2 separate regions of the Anas platyrhynchos genome follow, and region 1 is linked to region 2. The links are chromatin contacts, called in public Hi-C maps. All regions are on one chromosome and are shown on one strand. Each heading gives the region's core, a stretch centred on a gene start, on an enhancer-like site or on the middle of the called end of the contact. The rest is flanking DNA. Distances are from core to core; before and after follow the strand shown. Region 1 overlaps RBFOX2 (RNA binding fox-1 homolog 2). Region 2 overlaps RBFOX2 (RNA binding fox-1 homolog 2).

Region 1 (6,269 bases), core at 3,016-5,515, 58 kb before region 2:
AGGGACCTTATCAAAGCCATAACCTGCGTTGTCAACCGTGCAGCCACCGTCCAGTGCAGAAAGAGCAGAGCCACACGCTGGGAACCGTGCACACTTGAGCTGGCACTATCACTTCTTCCCATCGCTGGCACTAAATTCACTCTGTACTTACCGGGGGAAAAATAATCTCTGCGAGCCAAACACCCAACTACAAGCAAAACTGAAAGCATTAACAGATTAAATCCGCCCCTGAGCACCGAAGGCTCTCACCATAAGGCTCTTTATTAGGAAGTTAAGTCTTAACAAGTGGCTTAAGGGGTGGATAAAGCTTTTCCTGGGATAATCTGCCAGCATGTTGCCCAGTGCCAGTTCCAGGCCATGGGAAGAAGAAAGCAAAAAAAACTAAGAAGGTGAAAATCTTCGTTTGGTAAATGGATGCCTAGTAGCTGAGAGGTCCTCTCCTATCTTTGCCCCTGGAACTTCCTGCCATCTTCAGAAAGTCAAAGAGAAGTGTTTTTCTACTCTGTTAGCTTCCCGAAAGCAGAAACGCATTGGGATTACACCTACAATACATGCGCTCTCCCTAATCCTCTGTACTGTCAACCTTCCAGAACTTGCCACCATCACGTTCACTTGAACCACTTGCCAGTTGACTCAAGGTAACTAATCCTTCTAGAAAGGAGCGTCCTTGGGCAACGCCACCGTGGTGAAAAACCACGGTTCTCAGGTATGGCTCCTCTTCCCAGAGACCTATTTACAGGAGAACATGCACAAGAACGTAGCAATGGATCATCAGAACCTCCGGCCTTTTGCGATCCTCTCATTTTCAGATCTCCCACTGATGTGCTGCATACTTCAGAAGGAGTCAGCCACCTGCTCCGTGGCTGCCTCTTCCAGAAGCAGCTCCCTGGCCGGAGAGCCCAGCGACCCTGCCCCAGACACTTACTGCGAGAGATCCGTTCTGCGTGCTGGCCGTGGTCGTGCTCTGCTCTCCATGCGGCTGCGTGCTCCCGTAGAGCGTCAGATTGTGCTCGCTGGTCTGGCCTGCATAGTCCTGAGTGTGTGGCACCCCGTACTCTGTGGGAATCCCGTTCTGTGGGGGTGGCGGAAATGGGATTGTGGTGAATGGCTGCACCATTGCATCAGGAGTTGCTGCTGGCTCCTGGTTACCCTGGAGAAAGGAGAAAGCAGAAGGCAGCTTTACTACACCGCGGCAGGCAGATGGAAACATCACCCGGAGAAGTTATCCACAAACAGTCCGTGTCAACATCCCACCCACCGCCGCTGTAATACTGCACCGTCTGCTGTTATCTTCTCTATCAAAAGGAGCACGCCTCGCTCCTCCGAACTATGACACCGGTTTTTAATCTCTTTTGGGCAACTTTCTCGCTGCTGGGTGGCATACGGAGAACAAGCTATCAGGCGTGCAGTTTGCTTGCTAAGGAAAACACAGATACCGATTGCTACGGACGCAGAGATAGAAGAACAAGGTGCTAGCTTTCAAGATCCCTTCAAAGCTAGGAAAAGGGGGGAGCTGGGGAGACCTCCCCGAGCCCCCTGGGGTGCAGGAGCACAGCCTTGGCATTGAAACCCAACCCTAGGAGGCCCAGCCCGCAGCACTGCTCCTACCGCTTTCACCGCCGCCGCAGCGAAATCCACGGAGAAGATTTATGATAGCAAGGCTGTTTGATTTATGTGCGTGTCAACAGACTAATCCTGATTTTAAATTTTGGCTGCTGTTCCAGCCCCGGGTCCTCCCCCACAAAGCCCAGAGGTACTTGAGCCTATTCTGACACCAGCATGCTTCAATCAACGGAGGAAAAGGGGGAAAGGAGCTTGTCCTGCAGGCGGGGAATTACAGAGCAGCCTTCAGCAGGGAGCACGCCGGGGCTGCAGGGCCCCCGCTGCAGCTGGACAAACCTCCCAGTCCCTTTATCAGGCTACCTGGGACTTTCCCTTCCCGGCAAAGGGCACGATGACAGCATGCATGCAGCCAGCACCAGCTCATTCAGATGCCATCCGAGTCCCAAATCTGCTCGGACGTCGGCGTACCCAGGCCTCGTGGCAGCCTGGCTTTGTCTCCCTCGGGTGAGGCTGCAGAGCGCAGCCCTCACGCAAAGTGATGACTCTTTGCCCCAAAACGAGGATGGCTCCCTGTGCTTGTGCTCACTCCCAGCGTTATGGTGTGGGGCTGCCGACAGCCTCAACCCCGCTGGAGATCCGTGGGGCGAGCTCCAGCTCCACGTCACCGTCTTTCCAAGCTCTCTGCTGCTGACCACGTTTTGTTACATCCAGCCTCCCGCCTGTTTCCATACAGCTCACGTTGCCAGCCCATTTCTTTTGTTAAACATTAAGAGCTAAATATGAAACCGATCTTTTTTTTTTTTTTTTTAATCTCAAAAATCGGTAAGATAACCCCAGGAAAGATGCCGCAGCAGAAACTATTTCTAATTTTCTTCGAACAAACCAGATTCGTAAGCTGGTGGGATCCCTGATAGGAGGATGGGAATGCTAATTAGCCACCAACAAAACCTATTATGCCATCTTCTCAACAGTGCAGAGTTGCTCCCTGAAGGACATACTCCAGCGTTTTGTTTAATCTCACTCCTCGGCTACTTAAAATGCCAGCCCAGAAACCTTGTATCATCTTATTCTCAACGTTTCCCCCCCCCCCCCTCAGTTAATACTGCTCCTTCTGGTTTAAATGCATTGCAACCTTTTAAATATTTTCTCTCCTTTCTTCAATTATCTACAACTGTTTGAAGGATGAAAAATGCTATCTCTCTCTCTCGTGGTGTTTTGATGATACATATTTATTCGGAGCTTAATCACATCTCACAAGCCAAAATAACCTGGCAACTTTATTTATTACTTCTCTCTGACCTTCCTAAGATCTTTATATAAGGAATTTTTGGTACAGAATGCAATGTTTTAATACCACTGTCACTTCGGTTTTTAGCAATCTTACTAACACATGCAGAAATCATATTTTTTTATTACAAATGTATCTTTAATTTAATGTCTCAGGTTATCTGTAGATCTACCACTATTATGCTTGTCCAGGTTTCATCATCCGAGGGAGTATCTGGATCTCAAATTATTTTCTCTTGATATGATTAGGTACACGTTTCCCATCTGATTATTATTTTTTTTATATATATAATTTTAATTTCCTTCAGTGCTGTGGAATTACTTGTCCTGTCTCCACTGCTGTCTACAAAGAAGAACTCCTGAGGTGTTCTCCGCAGGTTTCGTGGCAGACCGATATCCTCCCCTCCCGTTACTCTACCTAATTTCAACATTTACCCAACACTTCATATTTTCAAGAACTAACAAAAAAAAAAAAAATCCCATTTATCTTCAAACACAGAACCTGAACTCCATTCCCTACCTCCAACCCTCCAGGGCAAGCCCTGCAGTCAGGAGCGTTGCTTTTCCCACTTCCCAGGAGGTCTAACGAGCAGCGAGAAAACCCTTGCTGGAGGTATGCAGAGGGGGGGGGATGCAACCAGAAGGGCTGAGCTGCAACTATTTGGTCTGTCCTGTCTCGACAACATACCTCACCGCATCGCCAGTGCTGCCTGGTTTAACTCGTGAGGTTCCCCACGTCAGGGCTTGACAGGGACAGACTGAGGTGGCCACGCCAAAGAGTGGTCACCCTTGCCAAACGCGTGCACAGATGCCAGGATCGCAGGATGGAGAAAGCCCAGCGACGCTCCCCCATCGACTGCTGCTGCTAGCGACGTGTGTGATGGGATGAAATGAACCTAATTAGCGCTCAGGAGCAGACAGCCCCTTCCTTCAGCTGCGAGGTAGATGGCGGCCGCAGCTCCCCCGCTCCCACAGCAAGCGCTTATTTATCTGCGGGGCTCGGAGCAGCTCCCTGGGGCCGAGCTCCGACACCTGCCCCATCAGCTCACACCACCAGGGCACCAAAGGGACAGAGGACACAGATACCAGACCAGGTTCCCAGATTCGGGCCCTGCTCTCAGCCCTACAGAGCCAAGGCCTTGTCCTCGAGCTGCCAGCTTCCCGTCTCTGGGTCGGGGTTTGGCCTACGGAGCTCAGCCCACGTTTTATTCAAAAACCCATTTTAAGGCAGTGAGAAACCCCAAACGGGGACACAGCTCCATGAGGCGATGTGGCGGTAACTTAATTAACAAAAGCTGGGCAGACGAGCCTTCAGCAAACCCGTGTGGCAGCACCTCACAGAGGGTGGGGGGAAGCCTCCACCAGAAGCACCGTGGCTCTGCGGAGGGGATTTAGGGTGAATTCTGTCAGCAGACAGCAGGTGGTGATCCAAGATCGCGGCACCGAGCGCCAGGGCCGCAACCACACACACAAAGGCCTCCCGCTCCCGTAAAGCTGTCAGCTAACAAAAAGCTCGGTGTATTTTGCCAGGGGCCGCTTTTGGGAAGCGCCACAACTTGGGTGTTGCCCGGTAGCTTATGAAGAGCCACGAGCTTCGGAGAAAGGCTCAAGGAAATGTTACAGCTCGTAAACGTGAGCCTCTTCAAGGCACCTTTCACTGCTGGTAAGCCCCAAAACATCGGGCTAGACGTGAGCAGATGCCTGCTGAGGGCACGGGGAGGGCCAGCCCCGCTGCTGACAGACAAGCCTCTGCCGTGCCTGTGTTACTGAGGCTGGAAGGAGCTGCCTCCCGGCTAGCTGAAGGCAATTAAGGTGTTTGTGACGACTGGTGTGTTCCCAGCTACGGCTGTTTGCTCTCCGTGCCAGCCCTAATCCCTTTCGTCAACAGCAAAAAGTGCTCGGAGCTCGGATCTGCAGAGCCCAACGAGATAGGGATGAGGGAACGGCGCTGTCCCCCTCTGAGCAAGTCACAGAGGCCCCTGGGGAGGCAAATGTGCCACGTGGCTCCCGCAGAAGAGGCCTCGTGTGGCTCCTCGTGGAGCAGACAAGGGCCACCCTGCAACCCTGCTGTAGCAGACCAAGAGAGAAGTGAGAGAAAACACAGGCTGCTTTCTCCCCCTTCTCACCGTGAACGCAAATTAAGCCTGCTGCAGTGGGCTCACCTTCCCAGCCCTCCCAAAACAGCCTCCTGGGGCCCCGTGGGTGCTACGGCTCCAAGTGGAGCCGCCGCCCTCTTACATACTAAGAGTACTAAGAAGTACTTTTTATTATCAGGTTAGTTTTGTTCCCAGTTAAGAGTGCTGAAGCGGCTTGGCAGAGAGCAAGAGGAGAACGGGAGCCAGATGGGGGGGAGCAAAGGGCTGGGGCACCCGCAGTGGGATGAGCTGGGGCGAGCCGCAGCACACATTAACCCTCTCCCAGGCCATCCCCAAATTGCCCCCTGATGATAACAAGCATATTAGGGAGCAATCTAAATTATGCCTTGCTCTTTAGGGTCAGTTTGTGTTGAAGACAGTCAAACACAAGCCGAAGTGATGCATGGGATGGTGCAGCCATGTGTTTCCATCACCCCCATCCTGCTGAAACTCAGCCACACGAACCCTTCTGGGATCTGGGAACATCATACAAGCTCTTTACCCCAAAACACAGTAATAACACTTTCCACGTCATCGCCATTTCATTATTGACCAGCTTCTGAATGGGAAGAGCTTTACAACTTCTAACTTTTACTCTAAATCAGTCCTTTAGCACCCGACCCCATAGGTACAAAGCCTATGGAAAGAAAGGTTCGGAATGAAAAGGCCATACAAAGCTAAAAGGAAGGGGGAAGACACAAGGGAAGGAGAACAAAAAGAGAAAAATGCCAAAAATACATGTGGACAACACGCCTTCCCAGCAAGCGTTACTGATTACAAGACCTAGGACAGCACAAGGTAACTTCTGAGCACAGTGACTACATCACCAGCCCCTGGCAATCTTCACCTCTGCCCAAACCTTCCCTGGACCGGCCTGGGTGCATGACCCCAACCCGACACCCACACCTGCAGCGAGCACTACAAAGGCATTGCTGAGACTCCAGAGAGCGAGGCCAGCATGTCTGTCTGTCTGTCTGGCGACCCAGACTGATAAAATCAACTTTTTTTTTTTCCTTGATGTTGGTCGATCATAAAAGCACCTTGAGGAGGATCACAAAATGAGGGGGGTTGGGATTTCACCTCCATGCCTGGAGCTTGCTTTTCATTAGATTTATGACACAGTGGGGATTTTTGACTCTGCTACCGTAGACACAACAGCAATGCCTCCTGAACCCCTGAAAAGTTTTGCAAGAATTTGGAGTTTTATGCCAGATTTGTTAAGGCAAAGTTTAGAGGCGCAGTTTTTTATTGTTACTTACATTGGATGCAATCATTTGAGGACAT
Region 2 (6,680 bases), core at 2,054-4,553:
AGCGAGCGATCCCATTCATTGACTCGGGGTCCCGCTGAAGCACGAGCCGGGCAGCGAAGCAGTTAACGCAGAGGCTGCCCTCCCACAGACACTTCCCGACAGCAGGAAGGCTCCTGCCCAAATCTCTCGGTCCTCTTTCGGTGCAGCGGGAGCTGCAGGTAGGCTAGCGAGAAGGTGTTTATGTAAAGAAAACAGGAAAGCTCTAAGCACCGGAGAAGGAGAGCTGGCCAGGGAACTTAAAGAGAAATCAAGATAGCAAACAGCTCTGAGGTTCATACGCGATGCGTGTTATTACAGCGAGGCAGAGGGAAGGACTGACTCAGAGATGCTGAACATCCTGCACCCTTTGAGTAATAGGCGAGAGGAGGAAGAAACAGAGCTATGAGACAGCTGTCACAGAGAACGGACCTCTGGCACTCGTAAGATCATACAGCAGCACAGAAGATTCCTTATTTTACAATTTAGACCCCCACACAAATAAAAGAGAAAGGTCCAAGATAACAGCAGTCACACAGCTGTGGAATTCTGCATGTGGTAACAACTGCTGTGTGTTTTTTTTTACTGTCACAGAATAATATGAGTAGTACAGGGCAGGGGAGACGAGAGGTCCTCTCTGCTCAGAGGCAATGCAGAGCATGTTTAGACAAGCATCCATCAGGAATTGCCTAACTTGTTATTACAGACTCCAAGAAGCAGCAACCCTGGTCCCCTAAAATTACCCTGCCTCAGTGCTTCACTACACTGAAACAGAAAATGTTTCACCCCGTAATACACAATTTAGGTCTTCTTTGATGCAAACTATGCTGTCTTTAATGGACACAGTAAATAATCATCCCCCATCCTCCATACTTTTCTGTTCTTTTTTCTTTTTATTTTTTTCCTGCTTTTAAAGAAATGTTTTCCTCATATATCACGCAACTGAAGCCTCCTTTTTTTTTTGTTTGTTTCCCTGGACTTTTTCCAAACCCTGCCTGCATCTTTCCTGAAGCACCTATAACCAGGTACAGTGCTCCACTCACCGTGCTGAGCTCTGAAGAATAATTACCTTCCCTCGTTACTTGACACACCTGGAAATCCATTCCAAATTCTTAAGACCACAAAAACCAGCGCCGCGTACTCAGTTTGTTATCTCCTGTTACCCCAGATGTTTCCTTCAGTACTACTGCTTAGCCAGCTACTCTCCATTTCACATTGGGAATTCAGCTCCCTTCATTAATACAGCTTGGTTTTGTTGAATTTCAAACCATTTCCTCAATTTACCGGGATCTTTTTGACACCTACCGCTGCCTTCCAAAGGCTGCCAGTGCGCACACACACATATATTCATTCACTGAATTACCCTGATGTTCGATGAGAAGCACGGGAGGGCACAGCAGCCAGGACAGACCATGTTAAGACTCCAGATACCACACACACAGAGCAAAGCATGACATAATTACTCCAGACATAGTTTTCCAATGAGGTGCTCAGGCGCTTCTTCATTTCACCTTTCATTTGCCTAGTTTATGTAAAGGTCAGGCCGGACTAGATCCGAAGCCAGTAGCTTTCTCCATCTGCCAGGCCTGCTGCCATGTCAAAGGAGAAAATTAAATTCATCTGACATGATTGGTCCTTAAAAATTAGCAATCTCTGTCTGCTGTTGCCTTAATTTCCTTTGGTAAAGCATCTTGACTGTAAGCATCCGATCTTTTTCAACATCTTCCTCGGTCCTGTAACTACACTGACTGGTTTTATTCCTTGAGCTCTCCCTTTAAAAAAATAAAAGACAGAAAAAAGGATGGAGAAATAGTGTTTATGTATTTATTCACACACGTACATCCTTCATTTCCCTGAAGGCTCTGAGACTGAGCAGCTTGCCCTGAGAGGCTGTGGACTCTCTCCTTGCTTGGTGACCTCCAAAAGCCACCTGGACGTGGTCCTGGGCAGCCTGCTCCGGGTGACCCTGCTGTGGCAGGCCTTGGAGCAGGGGGCCACCACGTCGCTTCCCACCTCAGCCATCCCGTGGTTCTGTCAGATTTCCTGCTCTGCAGAACACAGACAGCCTCCAGGGAACCTGGAGAGGCCAAAACCAAGCTGGACACGGGGCACCGAATCGCCCTCCCCTGCTCTCCCTGAAGCACGAGGTGCTCCTGCTTCACGGCAAGGGTCGGAAACCAAGAGATAACCCCAAAGGCACGCTCTGGAAAACGAGCGGAGGCAGGAGAAAGGCGCTGGCTGAGCGCTGGGTGCCCTCTTCTGGCAGCCCACAGCCCGAGCCGCAGGGCCAGCCCCAACCCGGGCACCCCAAGGCCCTGGGCCCAGCCGGGCTGCCCAGGTATCGGGGCACCCTCCCTGCTCCTCCAGGGCCCTCCACAGAGCCCCAAATCCCATCGCTCACCGCCACACCATGCTGCACTGGGACGCTTCAGGAACCCGGCCTGTCCTTCCTCAGCACGTACACCTGCCTGGGGGAACCCGGGAGTCGCTTTTGCAAAAGCAGTGCAGCCTTTCAGGAAGAAAAAGGTGTTAAATACACATGAACTACTCACATTTTCTTTCTACTCTCTGTTGTGATTTCTTTTCCCCCCAGTTAGGAAGAAAATCCTAACCCATACGTGTCAGTGCAGCTGTGGATGCGCTAGGAACTGAGGCCTTGAGCCCGCAGGTTGTTCCTGTCCCACCCCTGACAGCTCCCAAAACAGCTCAGTTTTAAGTTAGCTGTGCACAGAAGGACTTTTTTTTTTCCCCCTCCCTCATAAAATATACCTAAAGTGCAGGACTCGTCACCACAGGATGTTGTGGATGCCAAAGACTTAGACAGCCTCAGCAAGCATTTAAACGAGTTCAATAAAGAAAAATCTATCACAGGTGACCTTAAAAATAATAATAATAAAAAAAAAGAATCTATGGCCAGGAAATCCCAAAGCCACCAGACTGCTTAAAGAGTACCTAGCAGGGGAAGTATCGCCGAATCTTGGCGCTGCTCCCTGTGCTTTAAGTACCTGCCATTAGACACTGTCAAAGACACGACGCTGGAGCACAGAGACCTTCTGCCCGGCCCAGAATAGCCACGTTTATGCTCTTCAGTGTGATCTAATACCCACAAACAAGCTGTTTTCTCTACACCATTGGGTTTTACCCTGCACTCCTCCAACCGATCATTTTATTGACTGCTTCTAATACACAAGCCATAGTCTCTTGCACTTCCAAAACCATTCGGAAGGGGAAATCTGACCAAAATGCTGCCCCTCTAGCCCAAATACCTCAAGGGGTTGGAGTCTCCAAGGCTCTTGCATTGCATTGGGTAAGACTTAACGGTCAGAAAGTACATCAGAGAACAAAAAAGTGGTCTCCTGGTCCTCTCCCAAGAAGGATGACTCACAGCTCCTCTCTTTAACCCCGAGAAGAGATGAGAAATCGCTTGAATCGGACAACTCAAACATGAAAGGAATTTATATTACATCATCCAGCCCATTTCCTGCCAACGCCTTGCAGCCCCAGAACTTGGCCGGACTATTCATCAGCAAGGTAATCGTTACTTCCCTTGAGAGACTGCTTATAGGGCTCCGGGATCTTATTGTCAGGAAGTCTTCCCATGTATTCCAATTAGATGCACTCTTCTCCCTCATTTCATCGTCTCATATAACTTTTCTCCTTTTTTTTGTCGTTGTTTTTTTGTTTTGCTATTGAGTAACAGTGAGGCACGCGTTGATATGGAGCTTGCTGAAGGAGTTTGTGAAAGATATTCAGTGTTCTCCAAGAAGAGGATTCCCTGCCTTGTATTCAGAGGCTAGGAAAGCAGCAGACACGAGGGAAAAGGGAAATAAACACATTTAGATCCATTTACAGGACTTGCCAACTGCACAACAGTATGCTTCATGTGCTACTTAACCCTTTGGATGGGTCTTGATAGCAGGAGATCAGCTACACAGAAAGGAGAGGAGAGATCTAGGGAATGTGGCCATCATGCCTCAGTTCAGAATATAATTTTAGAAAGCAGTTTTGTAACACCCGCAGTGCTTGGCGGTGTACACACTATAGCTTTTTCTACTCCCAACTCCTGCATCTTTCCTGCAGTTTCTTATAGGGATATAGCTGGGGCTTCAGAAAATGAGGAGTCACCAGACAAGTGTTTTCCCGAGATGGTTCTGAATTTGGAGGAGAAAGGTTACTGGAGTGGTCTTGGAGCTCATCCTTCCTCTTCCAAGTCATCGGTGACTGGATCTGCTTGAACTTCAGTCTGTAACCAACCTCTCCTTCAACTTTGCTTCCACTCTGCTTTTTTTCCTACCCCAGTATCTCAATTTACGTTGCTTTTCACTAAATTCTTCCCATCATCAACATTTTCCCCTCTGAACACTGCAAGTTAGAGTTGGATGCCATCCTGTAAAAGATGTCCCAGCAAGTCCTCCCCTGCTGCAGTGGTAACCGTATTTCTGTAACACACCTTAAACTGTCCCCACCCTGCTTACTGCCTAGGTGCTAAGCTGTAACCCCACGCAGTTACCCCACTACACACCACCAGACCCCTCCGTGTGCAACTGCTTCACAGACGCTTCCCACCTCTTGATTATCTTAGAGCTTTTTGCTCAGACTGCATTCTCTAAAATGAAGCTTGTTATCTTTTATGGGACATCGCAGCCAGTAACAGAACATCCCATAAGTCCTGTGTAGTACAGAGAGGAAATATTTTACTGCTTGCCTGAAGGGAGGTTGTGGAAGCCAGGAAGCAGCAGATTTGGCAGTCTTACCCCCTAATTCACCCAATCTTAGACATAAGGAAGATGTTTAGAGCAGTCCCCCCTCATTAGCTTGGGTCTATCCCAAGCCTTGCATCGCTTACTTTCAGGCAAAGAAATACTCCCCTACAGTACCATGAATACCAAACCTTCCCCATTTTACACAGAGGACCTCAGATACTTCCTGATCTTTGTCCTGGCCCTTTGCTCAAAGAGAACAGTTTTGAACTTTTATTCAAGGCCTTTCTCCCTCTCTCTGTCACTCAGTTTAAGGATTTGCATTAAATATACTTCATTCAAACCAGAAGTGTAAATAAGGTGGCAAACAAACCAAAAACCCACAAACATAAACCCTCCCTTCCAGCTCCCTAATAACACCACTTCTGCTGCCACAATCTTACTCATTTACCCAGCAAGTTAGCATACTCACTAGAGGGTGTATTTCCCTGGTCAGTTACAAGAAGGGAAACAAATTAAAAACCCAAATGCTTTTCAGGAATACTACTTAAAGGTTTAAACTCTTGAGACACGCAGCCTTTATAACTGGAGAGATTTTGGCTGGTGCAACCATGGTACAAATAAGAACAGAGAAGTAACCAAGACATTTTCTTCCTGAAGGTCACTACTTCATGGCGAGAGCAGCTTGGTATGGTAACACTGAACTAAACCAAGAGGTTTTTGTGGATACCCTAATCCATGCTGAACTTCCAAGCTGCTAACCAAGTCGAGGCAACATCCCCAAATTCACGCTTCATCCATGTGATGGAGAGGAGGGAGACAGGCAAAGGAGACCCAGACCACCCTGGGCTTCCTCTCCCAGCTCCCTGCACAAGGAAAATAAACAGAAAGAAAGCAAGAGGGGAGGCTTCCTGTTCTCACAGCCTGCAAGCACAACTCGCCCAGAGCAGCCCCACAGCCACGGGGAGGGAGCGCGCACAGCTTGCCTGCGATGCTCCAGCAGATAGCCCCAAGCAGCAAGCGAGCAGCAGCCCAGGGGATCAGGCTGACAATTGGAGAGGATTTAACAGCATCTCACCTCAAGCCTGAACTCAAACTGAGGGGCTCGTGATAAAGCTGTTCCCAGCAGTTGCCATGGGCACTCAGGCTACCCTGGGCTGCAGGCTCATCTACAGAGACGAGAACAACAGGTCAGGCCCGGTGAGCGCTTGGGTGGCAAACCAGCCACCCAAATTACACTGAAGGAGGTGTCATTTGTGACAGGTAATGCCATTTCCACCACATTAGTACCGAGCCAATGGCCCAGTTTAATTTAAGAATGGCACTCGCGGAAGTATAAGCTTTAAAAAGAGGCTTCAAACCAGCATCCTAACCTGTTATGATAGCTGAGGATCACTCTCCAGAACAGGAGAGGTGTAACAGCTCTAACATCCTGACCCAGTTCTGGCGTGTGCAATTACCTCCTGCTTGCATAAACTCTCTCCTCTCCTCTCGTCCCTTCAGTGGGAGCCGAACAAGGTGTTCTTGCTCATTTCGTTTCCTGTTAGAGAACGTTATTTATTTTGTGCAGCTGCCAAACGCTGCCACAGAAGTGCCAGCATTCAGCAGCAATTCACATGAATTTTAGATACCACTTCTAATACACATGAAAAGCACTAGAGCAATGCGACACAGACCTTGGCTATATATAAAACAAGCTGGCATGGTTAGCACGGAATAACTTTCCAGAGCCAGAGTATTTATTCTCGACGAGTTTGTATATAAAAGTTGTGTCAGAAGAGCTGTACTGGCCATTTTCCACACGGAGACAAACTCCTAGGATCTCAGAGCTGTTTGTCACGGCTCGGGAAATGAAGCAAAGAAGTCTTGGTTCAGTGCATTTCAGGCAGGCGCTCATGTTACAAAAAAAGAAACACCATTTTGCTAGCAGGCCCGACGGAGGGATCAAGCCTCCAGAGAATAAGCTCTCCTCACCAAAAGCCTCACTTCTCATCTCGGTTAACA

What was found. A called contact is a pair of places that touch in the nucleus more often than the background predicts.
Region 1: a Hi-C map of subcutaneous adipose tissue shows a contact between it and region 2, with 2.0 times the contacts expected there. The contact joins two enhancer-like sites. A contact is called at or near these places in 4 of 8 Hi-C or Micro-C datasets (F1 follicle, skeletal muscle and subcutaneous adipose tissue).

Annotation. Positions count from the first base shown.
Region 1 is chr1:55,200,862-55,207,130 of IASCAAS_PekinDuck_T2T, reverse strand. It overlaps RBFOX2 (RNA binding fox-1 homolog 2), which reads right to left. Exons shown (of 13, transcript XM_072038113.1): 2 at 926-1,150. Among named protein-coding and RNA genes, the nearest start is that of MB, 74 kb to the left of the region's middle. Within about 2 kb of position 4,265, at least 1 of the 8 cell types and tissues checked has an H3K27ac peak or open chromatin away from gene starts, as enhancers often do. A contact at or near this core is called in subcutaneous adipose tissue, where this site is marked.
Region 2 is chr1:55,141,399-55,148,078 of IASCAAS_PekinDuck_T2T, reverse strand. The region is part of intron 1 of RBFOX2 (RNA binding fox-1 homolog 2); the gene reads right to left. Among named protein-coding and RNA genes, the nearest start is that of RBFOX2, 37 kb to the right of the region's middle. Within about 2 kb of position 3,303, at least 3 of the 8 cell types and tissues checked have an H3K27ac peak or open chromatin away from gene starts, as enhancers often do. A contact at or near this core is called in subcutaneous adipose tissue, where this site is marked.